Regions from separate parts of the Columba livia genome. Here region 1 is linked to region 2. A link is a contact called in public Hi-C data. All regions are on one chromosome and are shown on one strand. The core of a region is the stretch at or near the end of the contact, and the rest is flanking DNA. Distances in the headings are between cores, read along the strand shown. Region 1 overlaps VTI1A (vesicle transport through interaction with t-SNAREs 1A). Region 2 has its middle 100 kb from the start of HABP2.

What was found. Hi-C and Micro-C count contacts between places; a contact is called where the count stands out from the background.
Region 1: a Hi-C map of crop shows a contact between it and region 2, with 2.7 times the contacts expected there. The contact joins two enhancer-like sites. A contact is called at or near these places in 2 of 2 Hi-C or Micro-C datasets (crop and liver).

The regions. Positions count from the first base shown.
Region 1 is chr6:10,007,951-10,014,550 of bColLiv1.pat.W.v2, reverse strand. All of the region lies in intron 8 of VTI1A (vesicle transport through interaction with t-SNAREs 1A), which reads left to right. Among named protein-coding and RNA genes, the nearest start is that of TCF7L2, 78 kb to the right of the region's middle. Within about 2 kb of position 3,185, at least 2 of the 3 cell types and tissues checked have an H3K27ac peak away from gene starts, as active enhancers do.
Region 2 is chr6:9,624,654-9,631,379 of bColLiv1.pat.W.v2, reverse strand. No RefSeq gene overlaps it. Among named protein-coding and RNA genes, the nearest start is that of HABP2, 100 kb to the right of the region's middle. Within about 2 kb of position 4,984, at least 2 of the 3 cell types and tissues checked have an H3K27ac peak away from gene starts, as active enhancers do.

The DNA.
Region 1 (6,600 bases), core at 1,936-4,435, 380 kb before region 2:
CACATGGACCCACAAGCTGCTGAATCAGCACAGCTGAGATTGGCATGCTGCAACCCCATGGCAGAAATGAACACCAAGAGGAGATGGGAGCGGGGAGAGGAAGGGACAGACATGAGCACAACTCCTAAAATTAGCATTGCTGCTGGATGCTTTGCATCTTGGAAACCTGGTCTTGGCTTGAGTACAGGGCATGGAGTCGGAACATTTAAACTATAAACTCCCCTCTGGCCTATGACACCCTTAAAATGTAGTTTTGCCATCTGCTAAGTGAGAATAACGCTAGTTACCTCAGAGATGTGAAGATTTATTAATGATTATTCAACCAATTAGCACATGAAAAATAGGAAAGACTGTTTTTAACACTTCTGCATTTTGCTGAAATTGTTCTCTCGTGCGTATTAACTACCTTTGTAGTAAAATACTTGTTTTCGACTGCGTTCCTCCAGTTGGAAATATATTACTAGAGCAAAGACAGGTTCTTGGTTTTGTAACCCAAGTGTCTCTATTTTTAGTTTTAAGATGTTGGCTGTGTCTCTCTCTTTTTTTTTTTTTTTAATTTTAAATATGTATATATATTTATAGCCCTTGCTATTGGAAGAGAATTTCCTGCAAACAGATCCATTTCTGTGGAGCTCTGCTCCAACACGGACTCCCATGTGTTCCACTGAGAGATTGCTCCAGAATAAATGTCTGCTATGGTTGTAGGATCAGCCTGGTGAACTGTAAACTTTATATTGCCTTCAGCACATAGTAAATTTGCATGTGCAGTGGGTATTAGCAACTGGGCATCTGATACTTGGCAGTGTCGCATCTGAAGATGTGAATGACAGGAGAGAGGCAGTCCCAGTGTCCTACTGAGTTGTTTCCTCTTTGGATAATTACACTCTTAGTTTTCTCTGCAGTTTTAACTAGGCGGGGGGGAAGTATCTGTCTTTGCACCTTCACTTAAAGAGATGAGCCCCGTAACCATGCACCATTGAACAGCTGCCACATCTCACCCAGAAGTAGGTGAAAGGACTTTTTACATAACGTTCATATCTGGTTTGCATTCAGAGCTGTGTGAAGCCACAGTAATGCTGCGCGGGTATCTGAAAGCAGGGTCTGGCCTGTGGTTGGGGTCTGGTTCACAGGCAGCGAGTAGCGCTTGCTCACATAGTTTCAGGGACTGCAGCGGGTCTGCTGGTGTGCATAGGGTCGGCAGAATCAGGCCCCTAAGGATCCTGAGGAATGAAAGGTATCCTGTAACTGTAAGGTATTGTTATGATGACTACTCTGGAGAGCACAGAGGTATTGAAGTCAGCAAAATAAATTACAGAGTTAAATGTATAAGTAAACCAAGAAGCGACTGATGTTTTTTTGCATAGTAATAATCTTCATAATCACTTCATTTGCACAGTTATTTCATTTTAAACTTTAGGCACAGTTTTGAAGCACAGCTCAGTGGAGCTTTTTGCTGTAATCTATAAACTTTAATGAAAGCTAATTGGAGGACAAATTTTAATCTAATTAAAATGTGACTGCATAAAGCAGAAAGGATGAATGAAGTGAAATGCTCTATGGGGCACAGTTTTCAAACAATGATTACCCTGAATACTAAGTCAAATCAAGCTTTTGTAAAATGATGATCATGAAATTTGCCAGCAACAGAACAACCTTGAGAAACCGCAAATGAAAGTTTTAATGTATTTAGTTTAAAAAGTGGACGTTCAACTCACAACCATGTAAGGACATTTTTAAAAAAGAAAATAAAAAGCGACACACAGAGTCTCATCTAAAAACATAACAAGTAAATTAGCCAAAGGTGTACATTCCATCGAAGTTCTCATGATCAGCAGATGCAAATGTTTGCAGTGTGCCGATGAGTTATGAGCCCTAATGAGATTTCAATGCTGAGCAAACAATAAAAATTTATGCATTGCATAGTTTTAGTGGCCTTTGGCTTCATGGTTAGTGTTACACCCTTTCAACAGCTTTGGTAATATAATATCCAGCTGGCTTTGGAGGTAAGGAAAATTTTAGGGGTGAACTGAAATTGTGAGAAGTAACGTGATTGATTGTTTTGTCAGAATTATGCATTTCCACAGTATAATTGTCCGTAATAATCTTAGCCTGGGTGCGGATACGTAGGTTGTAGTTATGTTCGGACGCAAGTTTTGAAGGATCCAGGTGAAGGATGGCTTTTCCAGCATATGAGCCAGACCGTTTCCTGTGCTCGGTACGTGTCCAAGGGTCTCACAAACAGCCCCTCTAAGAAGAACATTCCTGTCATAGTCCGGTAAACGGGAAAATTGAAAAGCTGCACTTTCCCCAACAACTGTCACGTGTTGCAAGAAAAGGAGCAGAGCACAAGCACAAAAAGAAATGCACAATAGATACTGAAATAAATGTACGTAGGGGGGAGCGAAGCGGGGTGGGGGGCAAATCAGGGAATTCAACTGGTGCCGTGTGTGAGCTCAAATGTATTAAATTTAAAAGCCCCATTTGTGAGCTAGGCTTTTATGAATCCAGAACCTTCACGATAATGACTGCCTGCATTACCCTACATAATATTAAAATCTTAGCATGTGATTAATAGCAGATTCCCTGCATACGTGTCACAACACACATCTGCAGCAAATCTGCCAGTATATTTCTGTGCTAGTTTTACTTTGGGGCCATAAAGTAATTCCTGTTTTGTGAATGAGAATAAACCTATTATGCACTAGGTTAGCTACACCCAGTTTTTTCTCTGCAGGGAAAAAGAGCTGTTTATTTGATACGGCATCTCAAATTTCAGTGTTCAGAAGTGAGTTTAAGCCTCGGCTAGATTTGCTTGAGCAAGCTGTTGGGATTTGCCTTCACCATTTCTCAGTTTTACGTTTTCCAAAACCTTCTGTGCGAAGAGTATTAAGAAACTTCTGGACAGCAGTAAACTAATGGACTTAATTATAAAGTGTTTATTGCTAAATTTGTTAATGAGTCAACATGCAAAAAAAAGATATATTTATCCCTGTTTCCTCTTAAAATTGTGGTAAAAAAATAACTTTAAAAAAATCTTTTTCTTAAGCTGTTTGGTGATGCAGTTTTGCTGCTCACAAAAGCCCTTTTTCCCATCCGCAAATAGCTACCTTTCACTTTGCCCCAAGGGAGCAGAGCATAGCTCAAATGAAGCTTAAAAAAAGAGATTATTCCCAGTTGTAACTCAAAGTCTATGCATATTCACACATGCACACAAAATAAAAAGGAAGATGCAGAGCCATTCCTTCAGTCTGCCCTCTGAAAAGTCCTGTCGACCTGTTTCACTCAGCAGAATGAAAACAGAACCCCACGAAAACAACTTAAATGACAACGAGAAAACATTAGGAAAGCAACATCTGTTTTGCATTCTTGGCATCGAGTCTGCCCTTGCAACACAGGGTCTGACACAGATGTGCAGGGTTATGACACCGCTGAGTACCGCTTGATTTAAAATGGTGTAACTGAGAGCAGAATCAGGGCGCTGAGTTCTTACAACACTGCGCAAAACTGTGGTTCTTGATCTCCTTTGCAGATGTGGGACTTGAACCCCACTGAAGTTTTAGGCATCCTTCCACTGATCGATGCAGGCTGGAGAGCAAGTCATATTCCTCTACTAGTGATTCAGAACTTATTATTGACTGTGTGTTTTTTTCCTCGTGTGTGTATTTTGTTGTCTGTAAAATCACATTGATCTGTCGCTTTCCAACAGACTTCAGTTGCGTGTAGCCATGTTCAGAGAACCTTTCAGATGATATTACATAACTAAGCTCTTCAGGTTTTAACTAAAATGAAGTAGTAGCAAGGAGAGAGAAATCTATTGGTACTGATAAGAAAGGCAAAACCAGCTCAGACTGAAGTGAAAAGTGATGAGGGAAATTTGGGAAGACAGCAGCTCTCTCACCAGAGGCAGCATGATTACATGAGATGGCACAAAGGGAGCAATTCTCTCCCTGTTTGATTGCCCATCCATAGTTGTAACAGCGACAAAACTGGCTCGGTTCGTACCTGGCATAGCTTGGCTGTCCTCTCCAGTGGAGCTGTATCGGATGCAATGACACGCTTGCAGTGTTTTCACCAGCCACTAGATGTCTGTGTGTGCTCTGTAAAGTTCTTGAGGGGATGATGCCCCTGGTAAACACGAGAGGCAAAACTGGAACACAAGCTGTGAGGAAGCCTATTAGCTTGTGTTTGTAGGTGTCACTTCATTACTTTAATTAAGCGTGAGTTTAAAGCAATCTATGCTGTCTAAAACTAAATTCCAACCTTCCTAATTTGAGGTAAATACGGAAAACATACTTTTCCCGGTCAACGTTTGTTCAAGACAATCTGTTGCCTTCATGGCTATGTGAAGGACTGAAATAAATCTTATTGTTGCGAAAGACTTGGAAGAAGTTGCTGAGGTGTAAAATAGGTTCATCTTATTTCTATTCTGAATCAATGAAGTATCAAAATATAAAACATCTGCTCCATAAGTGAATTGGTAAGAGCCTGCTATTTCATTCTGCCCAGTGTAGCCCAAACCACAGTACTGCCGGAGCCATGTTTTCAGCATATCTGGGTGCATGGAGGAAGGCTGTCAAGTTTAGTATATCTTTTTTAAAAACAAGACAAAACAACCCCCAGAAGAGCGGATCTGGGTACAGAAATCTGTTTCACAACTCTCTTTATCAGCCAGTCCACCGGCCGACCAGGGTGGCAGCACCCGTGACCAGCTTTTCTGCACAGACCTCCCAAGAAAAATGCAAAAGTGATCAGCACGTGCTTGCCTTTCATTTATCTCTGTCATGCGGGAATATGATGCAGATAGTATCAGGAGCAATGAAAGGTACATTCTGATATTATTTTCAAGGTTTTTTTGTCTAGACAGAGAGGAGCAACCACCGGTATCCCTGTGGAACACAAACAGCCCCCCTCCACACTCGCATCCGAGGCTGAAGGCCAGAGGGGGGTAGGAGGCTGTCTATACTTAAAAAAAAAAGGTTTAAAACCACCACCTACTCATCAGGTGACTGGAGACCGTGGTTGTAAAATGTGCTGCAGGCACAAGTTCTGAAAAATCCCAGAAAGTGTTGAAAACATCTCTAAACAAGGTATTTTTCTCCTGCACCTTTCTTGCTAAAGGTCCCAATTGCTGCCAAGAAAACTAGTGAGAATGTTAGCTGCCAAATAAAAAATTTATGACAGTGTTTGGCAAAGGATTGTATCACTGCTTGTTTTATACATTTCCACAAGGCTCTTGAAGGGCTGTTGGACACATACGGCTCACTGATCACTGAGCTTTATCTGTTCTTTAATATATTAAAAAAAACAAGCTCTAGTAAAGTATGCTTTAAACAATACCTATTTTTTCTTTTAATAGCCACCTATAAGTGCGGCTATGGTGAGAATATAATTTCTAAACAACATTCCATATATAAAAATTGTTTTAAAAGCCCTTTACCTGACAAAGTTACTTGTTATTTGAGTCACTTCCATAGTAAAAATACATGAATTTTTCAATTAAAAATGTATTGCTTTTGCAATTGTGCTTGTTATAGGTTGGAGTCTGGGCCAATAAAACCGCCTGTTAAAGCATAAAGAGGTCCATTCAGTCAAAGCTGCGCCTGCCATTTATGTTTCAAAAACCAAGAAAATAATATGTTGGAATTGTATTGCTCACCAATATCAATTAGGTTTTTGGCTGTATCATTACATTAATTTGGGGGGAAAATTATTCCGGTGGCTTTAGTGAAAAAAATACAGTTTTCAATACAGAGTTACCACACTGACAGTAATAATTAAGTGGGCCGATGCTGAAGCAACACCCTTAAAAATATTTTCCCCGTCTGAAGAAACGAAATTGCCAGTCTCTGACTTTTCAAACCAGTTATCAGATGAGGCTTCCAGCTGATAATTAGTGCTGTTTAACACCGATCTTGTTATTTGGAAATCTCAAAGCCTGAACCATTTATTCTTTCTCTTTATCATGTGCTGCTGGAGGTGGGAGGTTTGGAGTGTGGAACTGCATCATTTTGTAAGGAGGCACCAGAGCCTCCTCTTCTCTCTGGTGACCATGGGTGCTGGGACACAGCCCTGGTATCATGTCCTCTTCAAAGGGGACAACCAGAGCAGCTGTCCCAAAGCTGCCCCAGGGCCACGCAGCTCTGCACCACGTTTGCGTCTTCACGGAACAGCAAATATTCGAGAGCAGCCAACAGCTTTACAAATGCCTTGTGTACGCTTGTGTACTTCATGGTGTTTGATATAAAGTGCTCAAGACAGACCAGCATTAAGAGGATTATTTCAGACAGCATTAGGAGTTAATTTACAGAAGATTAGCTTTAAATCAGGCAGATATCATAAGCAAATTAGCATCAGTTGTAAGAGATTCAGAAGCAAAATGTGTGGTGGCTTTTAGTTTCTCCCTGCATGCACTTAGTGGATGAGTAGTATCCTTATTAGTTACCCAAACTAAAGTGTTACATCTTTAACAGTGAAGAACAGGTATACTTTTTTCCTACATGTATGCTATTTATTATAATGCTGTTTATTGGCAGTGAAACTGCTTAACTCCAACTACCCTTCTTCTGTTGAATATTTTATATTTCATCTCATTTCTTCATT
Region 2 (6,726 bases), core at 3,735-6,234:
TCCCCGTGGGTTCCTATCATGGCTCCCGGCTGATCCCTCCAACCAGCCTCGCTCCAGGTGCTTGGCAAAAGCGCAGTCCCCCTCACTATAGCTTTTGTTATTTACTTATTGACTCCTCTTGCCAGCGGCTCTTTGCTCTCTGGAGGCCGAGCGGAAGGAGAGGGAGAGGAGGGCTGGGGAGAACGGGAACTCTTCTGCACAGGAGGTGGACTGTGTTTCTTTCATCTTTACCAAAGGGGAAGGAAAAAGCCTCAGGAGGGTATTCCCAGGGAGGAAGTAATTCCCTTTTCTTCCACCCAGCAGGAGAGCGCATCCTGCCTTCAGCTCTCTGCTCCCCAGGCCAGCAGGGTTATGTGCTGCCTTCTCCGGCCACAACAGCACACAGCACCCACACGCTGTGTGGGTTTAAAGGTCCTCACATCCCCTTTGGGGCTGTGATGAAGCTCGTCGCCCACTGCAGACTCTTGTAGGATGGGCTTGGGATGAGCACATGTGCTCCCCAGCAATGGGGAGCACATCTCCTTTGGGTGTTGGGGCCCTGCCCAGTGCTGTCACCCTTATTTTCAGAGCAGGGTGAGAAAGCATCAATGTCCCCATGCCCAAAGGTGGCAAAGCCTGTCAAAAAGCCCTTGTTCCTCATACCTGGAGTCCGTTCCAGCGCTGTGGACCTGGAGGATGGAGGGGATGGACTGGGGGTACCCTGACCCCCTCCCTCCCAGCACTGAGCCTCTGCCTACAGAGGCAGCAGCAACACTGGTGTCACACGGGGCTGCGACTTCATTTCCCACATTAAGTCGTTGCTCTGCTGCTTAGAGAAACATTATTGTTATGTACTAATTTCAGATGAAAGAACTCATGCCTGGGTAGGCATTTCTCCCAGCACCAGAAAAGCATTAAAAACAAGATGGCTCCCTTGCCTGTTCAATGTCTACAATCTTGCCTTGGCTACTACTGTTGGGAACCCAGGATTTTTTTAACACCCAATTAAATTAGTGTAATTGGGATAGAGTTGCAATTCCTTTGCCTCCAGCTGTGAGTCATAATCTGTTTAGCACCTGAGTGTTATTTCACTTTATTTTTAGTACCTAGCCCATAGTTTGGAAGGAGAGAAAGCAAACCCACCTGTCAGTCAGGATTTTGGGAGGGTGTAGATTACTTATCATTAATTTAAACATGGCATTTGAATGACCATTCACAGGTGGTTTTAATGCTGTCATTAACTTCTTTTTTGGACCTTGCAAGGGATACACTTGAAAAGAGGAATCCAGCAACTTCGAACTACAGGCCATGCCAATAATACATTGCTGCTACTACATTATGGGGAGAACTGTAAAGCAAGAGGAGAGTTTCTAGTGAGTGGAAGAAGAGAACTTGGTTATAAAAAGGAATAATCACAAAAAATGAGGAAAAAAATGACTGAAATCTGGGCTACCAGTTCAGCCTAAAGTACATTTTGAAATGATGAATCAGCTGGAGAGAAAAACATATTCCAGATGTTTTCTCTGTTTATCTCTGGTATTTACTCCATCACGCTTTATCCAGAGGGGTTATTCCATGGAAATAAATGATACACCAAGTATGATCAGTGAGGAAAAAATATCGTTTGTAGCAAGTTTAAAAGAGAAACTAGCACTGGGCAAATAGCTCAGGATAAAACACAAACCAGCCTGGAACTTCGTCTGCAGTTCAGATCCTTGGTTATGACTCAAACCAACACATCCACCAGCCTTAGAAAAATCCTTCTGAATCGTGCCTGATGAAAACTGTGGAGAGAAACAACTGTGATGGATCGGGAAACCCAGACCACAACAGTGCTATCAGTGCTAGATTTCAGTGCTGCTGTGTTGCGGGGGGAGAGGGAATCCCCAAATGCCTGTGGGAATCTGCTGTGTCCTGTTGCGTGGTGATGGACATGGGTCTTGGCTTCACTGGGGTCAACGTCTTTAGAGGGCAGTGCTGTGAATCAGAGGGGGTAAGGCCAGGAGGTAGTGATGCTGGGCTTGCCCCACAGGGATGGGAGAGGGGGCTCTCACAGCACAGCCAAACCGGCACTGCACAAGAAAGCTTGGTGCCAGATCCTCTGTTCATCCCCAACCTGAAGAGGTTTCACCTGAAATGGTAAAAGGTTTACAGACATCAGAGCTGGAGGAAATCGCTAAGGTAAGCAAATACCGCTGACTAGCAGGACAGGTCTAGTAGTGCCCCCACAAGTGAATTTGGAATGACAGCAGGTCCGTGCCCCTCCTGATGGGCTGCCTTGAACAAATAACAAAATTCATGGCTCTTCAGGTGATTTGTCTAAAGGGGTGTTTATCTTGCAAAGCAAGACTGAATGTCTTAAAAAAAGAACCCCACCTCATCTTATCCATCTATCTGCACTCTTGTGTTGAGGTTTTCTTTAAAAACAAAATAGCCAAAAGCTAATTGCACGTAAGTTTAGACTTAAGATATTTTTGTGACACTTAGAAGGTGGGGAACAAAAACCCTGTCACTAAATTGATGTCTCTAAAATATCTGCCAAAACAGCTCTTTAAAAAGATATTTGCACCTTTATTTAGTTCCTTCTCGTGAGGAATGTTTACTGCAGTCCGTAGATGTGGTTGTGTCATGTTTCCACTGTGTTTTCATTCAGTGCTGCTCTGTATTTGTGGTTTTCTCATTTGTGACAGTCTAGTAACTGGAGCCATTTGTACCTGAGCAAATAATATCAAATCTGAATACTTTATAAATATTTACAATATTTGGTGTGTCTCCCACTCACATCAAATGCAAAGTATAAAAAGCAAAAACAAACAGAAACAAACAGAACCTGTGTTACGTTATAATAAATATTTACTGTATGTACTATTGACTAAAGAGTCCCATACAGCTATTTAGGAGGCATTGTTATTGTCAGGCTGTTCTATATTAAAACACTCTAAATGAAGCTGTTTGAGAATAAAAATGTGCATGTTAGGGAGTGATTGATGCCTATGACTTATTTAAGTTTTTTGGCAAGGGGAAGTAGGTGTGTTTTTCGTTGTGTTTTTTTCTCCCTGCACATGTGGATAGTGAATTAGGCAGGTCTGGGACTTTCTGGCACAGCTGCAGAATTCATTGGAGCAAAGTCCTGGTGCAAGAGCTGGGAGGGAACATGACCCTTTGGGCCTCCGGTTTTGAGCAGAGATCCTGACTGCAAGCAGTCTGTGCTGAAGACAGGGCAGGCGGCAGAGCAGCACCCGTGTTCCCCATTTAACGAAATCAACCTGAAAGCAGGGAGGAAAAAACTGTAATGTTCACAGGACCAGAGAAGCGCTGTAGAGCAGGGCTTGAAGCCCTTCAAACAATTTGTTATTTCTGGTTTTGAGGAATAGCTTCACCAAGACCTGAACATGGGGGTCCTTAATGAACAAGCAGAGACTTCTCAGAGTATCATCAGATCCTGTTCACGGAAGGAGCTCAGAATTGTATCTGCACACTTGGTGTCATTAGGGACCTCCAAGGCTTTTTGAGTGACTTAATGGAAGGCCTTACTCCCCCTTTCTCTTTACTCTTCTCTTGTTCCTCTTCCGTGCAGGAGCTTTTATCTTTTCTTCTACCCTGGTATTATTTTTGTAAGTTACCTGTCCACAAGCATTTCCAAGCTTTTGACATATTTATTCTTACAAGACTGCTGTATCCGTTTTTACCCAGACCGATGTATCACAGATCACTTTAAGCCTGGGATGGAGTTTAGGAGATCTGAGTTCAATGCTAACTCAGCTGTGTCCTAGCCACCAGCATGGCTTCCTTTTGCTGTGTCCATTCCTTGTCTGTCACATGTAAATCGGCTCTTATTCTTAGCCACTCGTCTGCAAAGGCTTACTGGCTTGCTTAAATACGTTTACTGAACGTTTGTGAGCAAAGTTCAACAACTGGCTGTAATTTTCAACCCATATGCTCAGCATTGTTTGAGCCTCTCTTGAGATGACACGAATCAGCAGTGTTCAGAGAGGTTTTTCCCTCTGCCCCATCCCAGTCAGATGCCTGCAATGCAGCCCTGAGGGTCTCTGGGATTTGGGATGGAAGGGTCCTTGGGTGGTGGGCGCACGGGCACCTTTGCAGCCTGGGCAGGAATGTATTTAAATCGAGGAGCTCACTGCTGCAGGATGTGGGGAGATGGATTAGAAAAGGGGATGAGGTGAAGGCATGGAGAGAAGGATCAAGGGGTGCTGGTAGACATACTACTCAAGGTGGACATGCTGCAACCAGTGAGTGCTGGAAAAGCCTGCAGGGGAAGGAGAAATTGCAGGAGAAATCCTGTCCTCTTACTTGCATGCTATCCCAGAGCATAAGACTTCTCCTGCCAGACACAGAGCTAGACCTTTAGTCTGGTTGTTCTTGTATAAATGACCCTGAAAGTTCTGCTCTTTGTTTAGACTGTGTTGCATTTAATGTGCAGATGCATCTGAACAATTTTCCTCAACCTCTTCAAGTTGAATGGAATCCAAATTTTTGCAGCAGGGGCTGTTACCAGGTACTCTCCGTAGCATTGCATTGAAATCCGTGTATGAGTAAAAGACTGGTACTTCAGAAAAATAAATAGATTTGGTCTGAATAAAACCTCGTAAAAACATCGAGATTTGGCTTGGCCTATTTGTAAAATACATGGCAGATCCCTTCCCTGAGAACAACTTAAATCGTCAATATAGAAGTTAAAAAGCTCATTTCAATTGGAAATTCCAGCTAAATTGTTCCCAGTTAGCACCAGAAAGGAATGCTTTAGACTAAGACAAAACAGATGCAGTCTGTTAGGTTCCCATTGTATGAGCAGACTTCCCTTGCGGGGAGGTAGGTAGCTTTGCACAAAAACCCCCCTCGACTTGTAAACAGAGATAGAGCCGTCTGCCTGTACACCAGCAGTTTTGTTTCTTCCAGGGACTCTTCCAAAGCAGACAGGGCAGGGATGGAATAAAACCAGCCTCCCAAACACCACCATCCAGGCACAGATTAACCCAGCGTGCCTCAGACACTGGAAAAAACCTCTCTAACAACTGGCTTGTTCCTTGGCCAGGCACAGGCTTCAGTGGCTGTTTCAAGCAATATGCCACAATCCACCAGGCGGCTGGAAAATCAGAGGCAGCTCTTGGTTATGCTGGGGCCCTCCCTGGAGCACTCTGGCAGCAGAAGGCAGCCCCTGAGCGTGGCTCTTGCAAAGTATGTTCTGCAGCCTCCCCAGTCACCGCAGGGGTTTTTACTGCAAGACCTCCACATTAGCCTTCCTCCTCCTCCTCCCAGACTGCCAGGCAATGTGATTATGGTCTCTTTTGCAGAGCACATTGGGTACTGGAGGAAACAGCTGTTATTAAAGCTCCCTTTCACTTGCATGAAGGACTGGATAGAGCTGCTGCAGAATACAGGGAGTGGGAGGAAAAGGAATCAAAGATACTTTACAGCCTCTTCTCCCCTCTCCCTCATATTTGTCAGTCGTGGAAAGGGGAGTTGCCTACATGTGGCATCATTCCAGATTAACTACTGATGAATTAATTCCTTGTGTGCATGCTTCTATATCCCAGAATAAGAGTGTGTTGCTCCAAATCTTTTACCCTAGATTGTGCAGTTTAGAAGCGAGGGGCTTTTAAGTCAGTGGTAAAAGCAGTAGTGATGAACCCTCATGGGGCAAACTGTGTTTAATCAGATTTAAACAGTTTGGTGTAACTCACTCTGTCTCTTACTAAGTCCTTGTATGGATGTTGTCATACCCAGGTTGGGTATAGGCAAGAGAAGGCCTAGGTGGACACCATCTAATTTACACCAGTAGGAATATTGTCCCCTCAGCTTCCACATGTTATTTCCTACCTCAGGTGGAAACATTTATGGGGCTCCAGAAGTCAACAAGAGCTTCATTTTGTTAACATCCTTCAGACAGTGTGTCCACCCTGAGTGTTAGGCTGTCTGCCACCCTGTGTTGGAGCGAGTGGCTTCACTGACCCCTGCACTCCAGACTAGTCCTTCCAGCCCCTGTCACAGCCACCGCCAGTGGGGTAGCAGCAGGGACTAGCGCATGCTTCCAGCAAGGTTCATTAGACCAGTAAATGCCACTAAAACCAGATCTCTTCTGCAGTCTCCATGCCCAGCACCGTTGCTGTTCACTGTTAAGGTGTCTTTTGGTGGCATTCACCCAAGCTAAGATGCCACCTCCCTGCACTGCATGGCGTCTTCAGGGCACACAGAGAGCCTTCTGCTGTCCCCAGGGCAGCTGGCTTGGCCAGAAACATTGTCCTGGGCACCAGCACATTCACCAGAAACATGTGCTATCATACAGGTAAAGTGGCCTGTTCAGCAGAAGTGACACACAAGTGACACAGCTGGTGGCAGCTGTCAGGTGTTAGTGGGAGCTGGCAGCAGGGGACAGTGGGTGGGTACCAGCAAGCTGGGAACCGGCTGCCTTGAGCAAAATGAACATGTTGGTTCATGCAGAAGGACCCAGGAAAGGAGAAAAATGAACACATAGTGTGAGGGATGCTGAGGAGCAATACCTCTTGAAGTGGGTTGTGATGATGCTTATAGCAGCCGAGAGGGACTCTCAAGAGTACCAAGAGGTCCTAAGGGACCACAGCAGCTTGAAGAGACCTGTGTCTACAGCGACAGCCGGGTGAGGAGCAGGAGAGGAGACTTGGTTCAAAGTGGGGTGACCCTGGTGCCAACAAGCTCCTATATCACTACCAGGGACCAATGGAGATATTGCCTCTTTCATTATAATACAAA